Linked DNA regions of Capra hircus: region 1 is linked to region 2. A link is a contact called in public Hi-C data. All regions are on one chromosome and are shown on one strand. The core of a region is the stretch at or near the end of the contact, and the rest is flanking DNA. Distances in the headings are between cores, read along the strand shown.

Evidence for each region. A called contact is a pair of places that touch in the nucleus more often than the background predicts.
Region 1: a contact with region 2 is called in a Hi-C map of liver, with 4 times the contacts expected there. The contact joins the promoter of GDF5 here to the enhancer-like site in region 2. A contact is called at or near these places in 2 of 5 Hi-C or Micro-C datasets (blood and liver).

Annotation. Positions count from the first base shown.
Region 1 is chr13:64,254,567-64,259,647 of ARS1.2, reverse strand. GDF5 (growth/differentiation factor 5) reads left to right here and starts at 2,880. Exons shown (of 2, transcript XM_018057760.1): 1 at 2,880-3,805. The coding sequence starts at 3,181.
Region 2 is chr13:64,148,260-64,153,402 of ARS1.2, reverse strand. It overlaps LOC102172278 (ubiquinol-cytochrome-c reductase complex assembly factor 1), which reads left to right. Exons shown (of 10, transcript XM_005688494.3): 8 at 934-1,011; 9 at 4,190-4,303. Among named protein-coding and RNA genes, the nearest start is that of FAM83C, 18 kb to the right of the region's middle. Within about 2 kb of position 2,627, at least 4 of the 5 cell types and tissues checked have an H3K27ac peak or open chromatin away from gene starts, as enhancers often do.

The sequences.
Region 1 (5,081 bases), core at 1,631-4,130, 110 kb before region 2:
TTCACTCCCTCAAGCTTACAAAGTACTTAATAAGTGGTGAGACAGAATCCTTCCCTTTAGGGAACTCAAGAGTCTGGCAGGGAAAGCACAATATGTCTAAAAGTAACTATACCTGAAAGTAGAAAATTGTGACTTTGGTATATAAGGGCTGGTTAGAAATCCATTCATCCACATGACACATTGAGAATCTGCCATGTGCTGGGCCCTATACCCAGGCCCGGGAATAATTGAAAGATAAATATGGTGTCATCTAGTCATAATCTAATGGGGTAGGCATGTATGTAAATAAATTATTACTGCCCTAAGGAATTAGGCTATGATTTTTAAAATATGAAAAAAGGACACAGAGTAGAAGAAATGACCTGTGTCTGAGATGGGAGTGGTTTAGAGGCAGAGCTGGATAATTTTGTGTGCCAAAGTGGAAAGGGTGCACAAAATGTGTGATGGCAATTCAGAAGTGTGTATTTTCTGGTGGAAGAGGGAAGGCTTCATGGAGAGGGCAAACAAGTTGGCACTTTTTGATGGGCAGTTTTTGGGGAGGGAGGTGGGAGAGCAGTCTGGAAGCCAGTTCTAAGGGAATTCTCTAAGGACAGGTTGTGAAGGACTGCAAGGATGTGGGGGTGGAAAGCAGAAAGGAATGCCAGAGATGATGGCTTAAGTGGGACAAGTCAAAAGGGAAGCCAAGTGTTGGGCGACTGGAGGGACAGGAAGGGATTCAGCTCTTCTTCAGGTGAAAGTGTTAGTTCCTTAGTTGTGTCCAGCTCTTTCCAATCTCCTGGACTGTAGCCTGCCAAGCTCTGTGCATGGAATTCTTCAGTTAAGAATACTGGAGTGGGTTGCCATTTCCTTCTCCAAGCGATCTTCCTGACCCAGGAACTGACCCCGGTCTCCTGCATGGCAGGCAGATTCTTTACCATTTGAACCACCTGGGAAGCGCTCAGCTTTTCCTTTTTTCAAAAATTTTTATCACTCAATTTTATCTGAATGGAATCATTACCCTTAATTCTTATTTTATAAGATTTTAAGAAATAATCATTTCCTACAGTATTTAACTTAGAGCTTACGTGTGCATGCTCAGTCGTGTCCGACTCTTTGCAGCCCCACAGACTGTAGCCCACCAGTCTCCTCTGTCCATGGGATTTCCCAGGCAAGAATACTGGAGCGGGTTGCCACTTACTTGACCGTCTCAGCTCTTCCTTAAAGCTCCTGCAAAGGAGTGTCTGGCGGTGCGTTGATTCTTTGAGATGGGGAGGTAGAGCTCTCCTGGGGTTTCTGACCTAGGAGCACCAGATGAAGCTTCAAGAGGCCAAATTATGTAGCTGTGCTCTGAGGATCAGTGAGGATCTGGACATATAACAGTGAAAACGTTGGCTGGGCACCTGGACACCCCAGCCATGAGTTTTATCTTCCTTCATTCATGGAATGCGTACTGAGCTTCTATTCTGTGCCAGGTGTGCTAGGAAACCAATCTGGTGACCTCAGAGTACAAACAGATCTCTATCAGGCAGGCTCAGAGAATCTAGGGTTAAGAAAGAAGCCTAAAAAATAAATAAAATAAAGGGACTTCTCTGGGGGTCCAATGGTTAAGACTGCGCTTCCACTGCTGGGGGCACGGGTTTGATTCCTGGTGGGGGAACAGAGATCCCACATGCCACAAGGCAGGGCTAAAAATAAAAATTAAAGAAAGAAGGAAGCCTACCTGATGACTGCTTCTGCCACTTCTATTTCTCTCACAGTCTGTTGCAGTGAAATATTCAAAAAGGGGTAATTGGTTCTGTTTAGGGATCTGGGAAGGCTTCCTGGTGGAGGTGAATTTTCAGCTGAAGCTCTCAGGATAAGAGGTTCCTCCTGTCGTGGGAGTAAAAGGAGGATGTTCCAGGTAAAGGGAACAGTTTCCCCGCTTGAGCCAGCTGGAGTTCAGACTTCTTCCAGAGCTACTAATACCAGAAAAGCACTGTGTGGGAATCATTTTTCCTGCCTCCTGCAGGGGCCGCTGCTGCCCCAGGCTGGGGCTGCCACATCTGGGACTCAGCCAGTCCCTCACAACAAAACTGAGCCTGTCTTTGCTGGGGTGGCGGTGAGGTATAGACACTCTGGACGTGTCTCCATCCAAGGAGTGGGCTCGGGGGCGCCCCCCAAAGCCTGGAGAAACCATCTGAGCTCAGTCAGTGGCATTTGGGGGAGGGGTGTAGTGGGTACCGATATTTTTCTGGCTCTGGGTCACCACAAGTTTATTAAAATAAAAGAAACTGTGGGTGAATTCTGCCATCTGTGCTGCCCTCCCCCCCACCCCCGACACCAACAACAGAACAGGTCCCAGACTAGATGTGAAGGTTGCTTTAAAAACACCCCAAGGACTTAACTGAAAACCCACACTCTCATGCCTCTGGGGTTTAAGATCTTTGAATCTATTCCTTAGCATCTCTCCTTGGGAAGGTGGGGTGGGCCGTGATGTGGAGGTGAAGACCCCAGAGTCTGCTCCATGGGACTGAAAGTCTCCCCCCACCACCCCGCTCCATTCTAGAATCCCCCCACGGGGCTCTGTGCCAAGAGCCCCCGTGAGCCATGGCCTCAGAGGGCAGCGGTGATTTTTTTCACATAAATATATCACACTTAAATGAGTTTAGACAGCATGACATCAGAGAGTAATTAAATTGGTTTGGGTTGGAATTCCGTTTCCAATTCCTGAGTTCAGGTTTGTAAAAGATTTTTCTGAGCACCTGCAGGCTTGTGTGTGTGTGTGTGTGTGTGTGTGTGCGCGCGCGCGCGCGAGTGTGTGTATTTTCACTGGAAAGGATTCAAAAGTTAGCAGCATTACGCCATTCTTCCTTCTTGGAAAAATCCCTGAGCCTTATACAAGCCTCCTTCAGGCCCTCGGTCAGTTGTGCAGGAGAAAGGGGGCGGTCGGCTTTCTCCTTTCAAGAACGAGTTATTTTCAGCTGCTGACTGGAGACGGTGCACGTCTGGATAGGAGAGCATTTCCACTATGGGACTGGATACAAACACATACCCGGCAGACTTCAAGAGTCTCAGACTGAGGAGAAAGCCCTTCCTTCTGCTGCTACTGCTGCTGCCGCTGCTTTTGAGGGTCCGCTCCTTTCATGGTTTTTCCTGCCAAACCAGAGGCACCTTCGCTGCTGCCGCTGTTCTCTTGGGCATCATTCAGCGGCTGGCCAGAGGATGAGACTCCCCAAACTCCTCACACTCTTGCTTTGGCACCTGGCTTGGCTGGACCTGGAATTCATCTGCACTGTGTTGGGTGCCCCTGACTTGGGCCAGAGACCCCAGGGGGCCAGGCCAGGACTGGCCAAAGCAGAAGCCAAGGAGAGACCCCCTTTGGCCCAGAACATCTTCAGGCCAGGGGGTCACAGCTACGGTGGGGGGGCCACCAATGCCAGGGCCAAGGGGGGCACTGGGCAGACAGGAGGCCTGACACAGCCCAAGAAGGATGAACCCAAAAAGCTGCCCTCCAGATCGGGTGGCCCTGAACCCAAGCCAGGACACCCTCCCCAGACAAGGCAGGGGGCCACGCGGACGGTGACCCCAAAAGGACAGCTTCCTGGGGGGAAGGCACCCTCAAAGGCAGGCTCTGTCCCCAGTCCCTTCCTGCTGAAGAAGGCCAGGGAGCCTGGGTCCCCGCGTGAGCCCAAGGAGCCGTTCCGCCCGCCCCCCATCACGCCCCACGAGTACATGCTCTCGCTGTACAGGACGCTGTCCGATGCTGACAGAAAGGGAGGCAACAGCAGCGTGAAGTTGGAGGCTGGCCTGGCCAACACCATCACCAGCTTTATTGACAAAGGGCAAGGTGAGGGGGCGGGGTGGCCGGGGCACAGCTCAGAGGGAGGGGCATCTGCATGCATGGAGGGGGTTTTAGAGGCCAGACACTGCACTGGGGGGAGATGGTGTGTGCTTCTGGCCCGGGGCGGTATCTGGGATTAACCTCACCCACGCCAGGTCCCAGGCTGCTGGTATGTCAGAGCCAGATGGCACCTGGGGATCCCCAAGTGCAATTCCTGCAAGATGTGGAGGGGGTTCCTGAAGCCTGGGAAGGAGACAAGCCCTGCCGGTTGGTGGCAGAATTGAGGACCAGCCTCTTAAACTCTTAATTACCAGGCCACACTCTGTTCTTACTGAGTTGGTCAGACTTTCTAGGCTGCACAGGGTTGTAGGTTTTCTTGGATGGCAGAGAGAGAAACGAATCTCAGAAGCCCATGGTTCTGCCACTTTCCCTTCAGGCAAGGGGGCAGAGAAGGTAAGACAGGTGAAGGCAGGAAATGAGGCATCTTGGAGTCAGGGAATTATCTTCAGATATATGGGGTGGGGTGAACAACAGACCTGGGCTCTAACTCACAGTGTGACCTTGGGACAGCCCCTTCTCCCTCTGGGGTCTCAGTTTCCCCATCAGTACAACTCTGTGGAGGTTGGATGGGGTGACTTCTGAGAGCCCTTCCAATATGAAAACTTTATGTCCTGTCCTAGACACAGATCACTTTTTATCATGAACCCAGGAGACAATCTGCTCCCCTCATTTCACATTTCTGCCCTCCTTGTCCCCTCAACTTGCCATGTGATTTCAGCAAGTCCTTTCCCCTCTCAGGGCCTGAGTTTATCCATAAGAGTGAAGAAGGAGGTTGACCTGATGGCTAGGGTTGCTGGCAGCTCGTGTGTGTTGGTTCTGGGAGTCTTGGGACTTTGGCTGGCAGGGTGGGGGAGGGGTCAGAGAGGGGAAGAGGCTCCTCATTAGAGCTGGCCAGTGGGGGAGTGACAGAGGGCGGGGGAGGCACAGAGGCAACGGGTCTGCTGAGGTGGGGGAGGTGGTCTGGCTGCCTGCCCAGCCAGAGAAAGCTGTGACCCCTCGGGGAATCATAAAGTAAGTCCTTGTGCCCCCCAGCTCTGAGGGAGCTTGGAGGGGGAGAGGTGGGGAGTTTAAAGGCCTAATTAGTCCCCTTCTAGAGCAATATTATGAGTGCTTCCCAATGGCAAATTGGTATTTAGGAAGGAGGGCGTGTGATTTGGACATACCACTGAGCTTCTTGTACACATGCAGAGCCTTATGTTTGTACATACATGGTGAATCACAC
Region 2 (5,143 bases), core at 1,378-3,877:
CCCAGAGTCAAAGTGTCATCCTGTAGAAGAGGTTTCGTGAACTGCACTCTGGGTTCCGCAGGCTCACCTGGCTGTTCTCTGAGAGGAGCTCTGCCTGAGGCTCCACAGTCTCACTGACATTGCATTTCTGGAACAGTCCGTTCACATGAACAGTCTCACTGTTCAGTCCATCCTGTTCTCCTCCACTCTTCACAGCCTCAGGGGCTCGCCTTTCTCCTCGGCATCTCACGCACAGCCCGGCCTCTCTTCCTCCTCTTCCCACCTCTGGCCACTTTGCTTGTGCTTTCGCTGCAGCAGACTCCTTTCTGTTCCTGCCCGTTCACCCTTCCTCATTTTCTTTCCTGCCCCTGCACCTTGTACAGCTTATTCCCTGTGTCTCGAATGTCCTCTTTCCTACCCGCTAGCTGTCTCGTCAGACTCCTCTTCCTCTGAGGTCCAGTGAAACATCGCCTCCTTAGAGAACTTCCCAGCAGCACCACCCCCCTCCCCTGCCCCAAGCAGAGACCATTTGTACTAAAATTTACTTATCACTCCCCACTTTGGGGATAGAATTTGAGGTAACATGTTGCAGTGTGATTTTTTTTTTTTATTAATACAGGTCTGTTTTTACTAGACAATGTGCTTCTCCAGTCAAGAAGCCGTTTCTTTTTCTTTGTGTTCATAGGATCCAGCACAGAGCCTGACACATAGTCGGGGCTTAGTTCATAAAACTGAGTACTGCTTTGTATAATTCAGGACCAAAGTCTAAAAGAAGTTGTCAAATTGGGGAGAATCCCAACAGAGCAGGGAAATAGGAGGATGGGGCAGGAGTTTGACCTGTTAGGAGCCTTCTTTCTCAGTTCTGCTGTCTGTGTCAGTCAGGAGCCAAAAACCATACTTTATAGTTTTTTTCCTTTATTTTATACTTTTGTTTTTGCCATTTTGTTTCTGTAGGTTAATTCCTATATCCTGAAGAAGAACATGATGCTTATGACAAATAATTTCTATGCCGCAATCTTAGGATATGATGAGGTAAGATGGTTTACCAAGCCTCAGACAGAACAGTGGCCTCCCCCAACAAAGGCTGTTGATGAGAACTTCTGAAAGAAGCTTCAGGGGCCGTCGTCACTGCCTGCCATTATTTTACTGTGTTACTTCGTATTTTACTATTTCCTCACCTTCATTGACTCAGCAACCAGAATGAATGTGCCCAGAAGTTTGTCTAGTACTTGAGAAAGAAAGCACTACGTAGTATGGTCAGATCATTCAACTAGCCGGCATTTATTGAGTGCCTGTGGGGTGCTGGATGAAGGGACACAGGCAGATGGGTCAATATCTCAGCCCCAGATGCTCCAGAGAGAAGAAGGCACGCCCATATCAGCAGCACAGTCTGCCGGACAAGTCACACACTTTTGGGGGCTTCAGTTATAAAAGCAGTACACACTCATTTGAAAATTCATGAAACTGTGCCTAAATGGTTGAAATAGAAAATAGAAGGCCCCCTTTCTTGCCTGCCCAGCTCCCTGCCCCAGAGGAAAACCTTGTTAATAGTTTATTGGGTGTCCTTACAGATGTTACCTGTACATACACAAGCACCTATGGATTTGTTTTCTTTATGCAAATGAAAGTTATACTGTGCTCACCATTCTGTAACTTGCTTTTTTTAACTGAGCAATATATCTTGGATGTCCTACCTAATGACATTTAGATCTGTCTCATTTTTTATTGCAAAATTTATATAACATAAAATTTACCATTTTAAAGTGTACATTTTAGTGGCGTTGAGTATATTCACGTTGAGCAGCCATGACCACCAGCCGTCTCCAGAACTTTCTCTGATCTTCCCAAATAGAAACTCTGTGCCCAGTAAATAATAAATACTATTCTATTCTCCGCTCCTCCCAGCCCCTGGGCCACTAGCCTACTTCCAGGGTCCTCCAGGGCCGTTGGCTTCCCCTCAGTTCCTCTAGACCTAGGCATCTCAATTTCTGGAAGGATGCTTTTTTTGTTTCGTGAGGGAAAACAAGTCGATATCCTAGTAGACTGTGGGAAAACTATTATGCAAACTAATTTTTGCCTTCTAGGCACCCATTTTTTTCCTGCTTCCTCCCTCAGACCAGTCTCCCATTTGTCTTCAGCTTACTAACATTGTGGTGGGAAGAGGGCTGAAATGGGGCTCGCTGAGCTATTCAGCCGCTTGTATTGTGCTCCTGCTCTGTGCCAGCCACCACGTCCTGACTCAAGCTGGTCAGCGCCATCCCGTGACCTCACATCAACCACCTTCGCTTGAGAACCTCTGAGTGCACTTATCTTCCCAGCCAGGGTAACAGTTTCCACCTGGTCATCAGAGCCAGGTGTGGCAAGAAACTCTTGACGGTCTGGACCAGTCACGTTGCTATCATTGTTAATCTGAGTTCTGAGTCATCCTTTTCCTCCTAGTTGATTATAGACTTGCCCCTTCCCAGCCATCTCGCCCATCGCCGAGGCTGTCTGCGGCAGGCCCTGGCTCCGGGGGCTTTTGCTGTCCTGTGCTCTGGGCTCGTTTTCTAAGTCCTCATAATACTCGCTCCCACTCCTGTTCCCTCTCGTGTAGCACACATGAGTTGCTGCCAGCAGCACTCCGGCATGTGCCCAGGGCACTTCAGACACAGGCAGGCTGTTGTGTTAGCAAATAGCTTGGAGAACGGTGATGTGCCCGAGCTTGTTCTTGGCTCCTGTCCCCATCTGCCGGAAGAAGTTGGTTTTCCCGACTCAGCCATTGTGCCAGGACAGTCTCTTAAGCTGTGGAATTGTAGGGGTGTTTAGCAAGGGGGCATTTGAGACAGGTGAACAGTCTTTCCTTCAAACTGCCCGTACTCCCTACTGGACATGGCCCTTCTGGCAGCAGACCTAAGGCCAAACCTCAGGTACCACAGTGCCCCGGGGGTCTGACCACAGCAGGACATCGAATAAGTGATCCTGGCTCTTTGTGTAATGTCCTTACCACTTATAGAGCCTTTCATGACCATTGTCTCTTAATTTGTGGCACAGGTGTTATTTTGGTCGTTCAGGTTATGAGAAACCAGGGATCAGGAAGAGCTAGTGGCTTTCCAAAGGGCACACAGCTGCCAAGTGACGGAGCTGCCATTTGAATTCGGGCTGTCCGATCCCCAGATCCCACTGTTGCTTCAGTTCTGTTCACAGCTGCACGCCGAAGCCTAATCTTCGTGTCACACTGCACAAAACACCTTTATGTTCTCTCTTATAATTCAAAGGTGCTATAAGGAGGGCAGGGATTTTAGTCTCTGTTTAACAGATGGGAAGGTTGAGACTTGGGTTTAATAAATTGCCCACCATCTCTGAGCTGGGGACTGACAGGGCCAGGATAAGATCTGGCCTTCTAGCTGACTTCCAAGGCCCAGTCAGCACTTCCTCTGGTTCCACATGCTGCCTTGGCACCTGGACAGAGCAACTTCTCAGGGCCTGTCCCTCAGTCACCCTTGCTCAGGAAGAAGGACCCTCTCCTCTCCTTCCTCAGAGCTCCAAGCTAGAACATGGCCCTAGTCCATGATGCAGGCCTCTGTGATATTTGGGCTTCCCAACAGCGTGCTCTCTGCTGTGCCAGGACAGCCGATGGTCGGCACACACAGGTTCTGAGCACTCCCCTGTGGCCCGTGGCAGTCCTGCCGGACAGCCTGTTCCTCTGCTGTGGAGGAGGCCGGGCCACCCCAGAGCTGGGTGACAGGGAGGCCAAGGTGCTGGGCTCCCGTCCCCAAAGACCTAGTTGCTGTGCAGATGTGTGTCCTTGGACCAGGAGAGGAAAACCTGTAACACTCTGTTCTTAGGAGGAAGCGTACACTCACAATACGGGGAATCCATTCCTTGTGGACGGCGCTGGAACTGCTGCTGCTCCCACCTCTCCTTGCGGGTGTTGGCTGGGCCTGGCAGTGCTGTAGGCAGCTGTGGCCCAGGAGGGCCCATCAGACACGACCCCGTCTCTGCCTCCACCTTTTTATCCAGCCGCTTGGCCCCTCTGGGTCCCACATTCTTCCTCTGTATTGAATGAAGGGGGAGGCCACGTGCCCTCTCAGGCCCCTCCCAGCTCTGCCACGCACTTGCCCTGTTTCCTCTGAGCCGATCCTAGGGTTGCTCGCATGTTTGCGATATCCCCAGCTTCTGACTCCTGGCTCTGCCGTTCACCCCAAAAGACCAGTTGTGCTGTGTGTTCCAGGGAATCCTTTCAGATGACCGCGGGCTGGCAGCCGCCCTCTGGAGAACCTTCTTCAACCAGAAATGCGAAGACCCTCGGCAACTTGAATTGTTGGTAGAGTATGTGAGGAAACAGGTGAGCAGCCCCTCCCCTCCCCTCCAGAGTCTCCCGGACAGCAGGTCCTTCCTGAGGTCTGTGGGTGCTGGACTTCAGAGGGTCATGAGAGGTTGAGTTCCCAGACTCCAGTCTGAGGGAATTCTGACCAAATCATGTCAGCAGCGGGCACGGACAAAGAGCGTCTTCTGGGAGACACAGGTTTTCGAGGCAGAAGCCTGACGTGTCTCTCTTTGCCTGGCAAAGCAATAAGGCTCTCCTTTTCTACTTCACTGACCCCCTCCCCAGAAAAAAAAAGAGCCCCTTCTTTGCATCCAGTCATGAGCCAGGTCAGGGGGCGGGGAGTAGGAAAAGAAGAACAAGGGCAGAGTGGCCTGCTGCTTTCATAAACCTGCAGGTGTTCATTCACCACACACTCTGCTGTCTGCTGTGTGCCCAGGGCTATGCTGGATCCTGGGCGCACACAGTCCGCTTGTAAAGCCACAGCCGGGGGTGCAGAGCAGCTTCCCTGTCCCAGCAGTCCTCCTGGGCCCACTTTGAACCCCTGGCTTCTAGCAGAATTGGGCTCCAGACAGCATCCCATGATCCTCTCCCCACTGGGTGCTGCCACCTGTCGTCAAGCAGGGTTCCCCCACTTCATCCCTCACTCCTCTGGCTGCCCAGGGCTCCCAAAGCTTCCAAGAGAGAGCTCTCGAGTGAGGACTGCTTAACTACATAGTTTCCCTTGAGTCCAGGGAGAGTTCACTCCTGTTCTCTCTGCCCCCTAATTCTGTATTGCTGAGAAATCCATATGTTAGAGACGAGGGAGCTGAGTGTCAGGCAAGAGGCACATGTAGGCTTTTCCAGGGTCGCCCAGTGAGT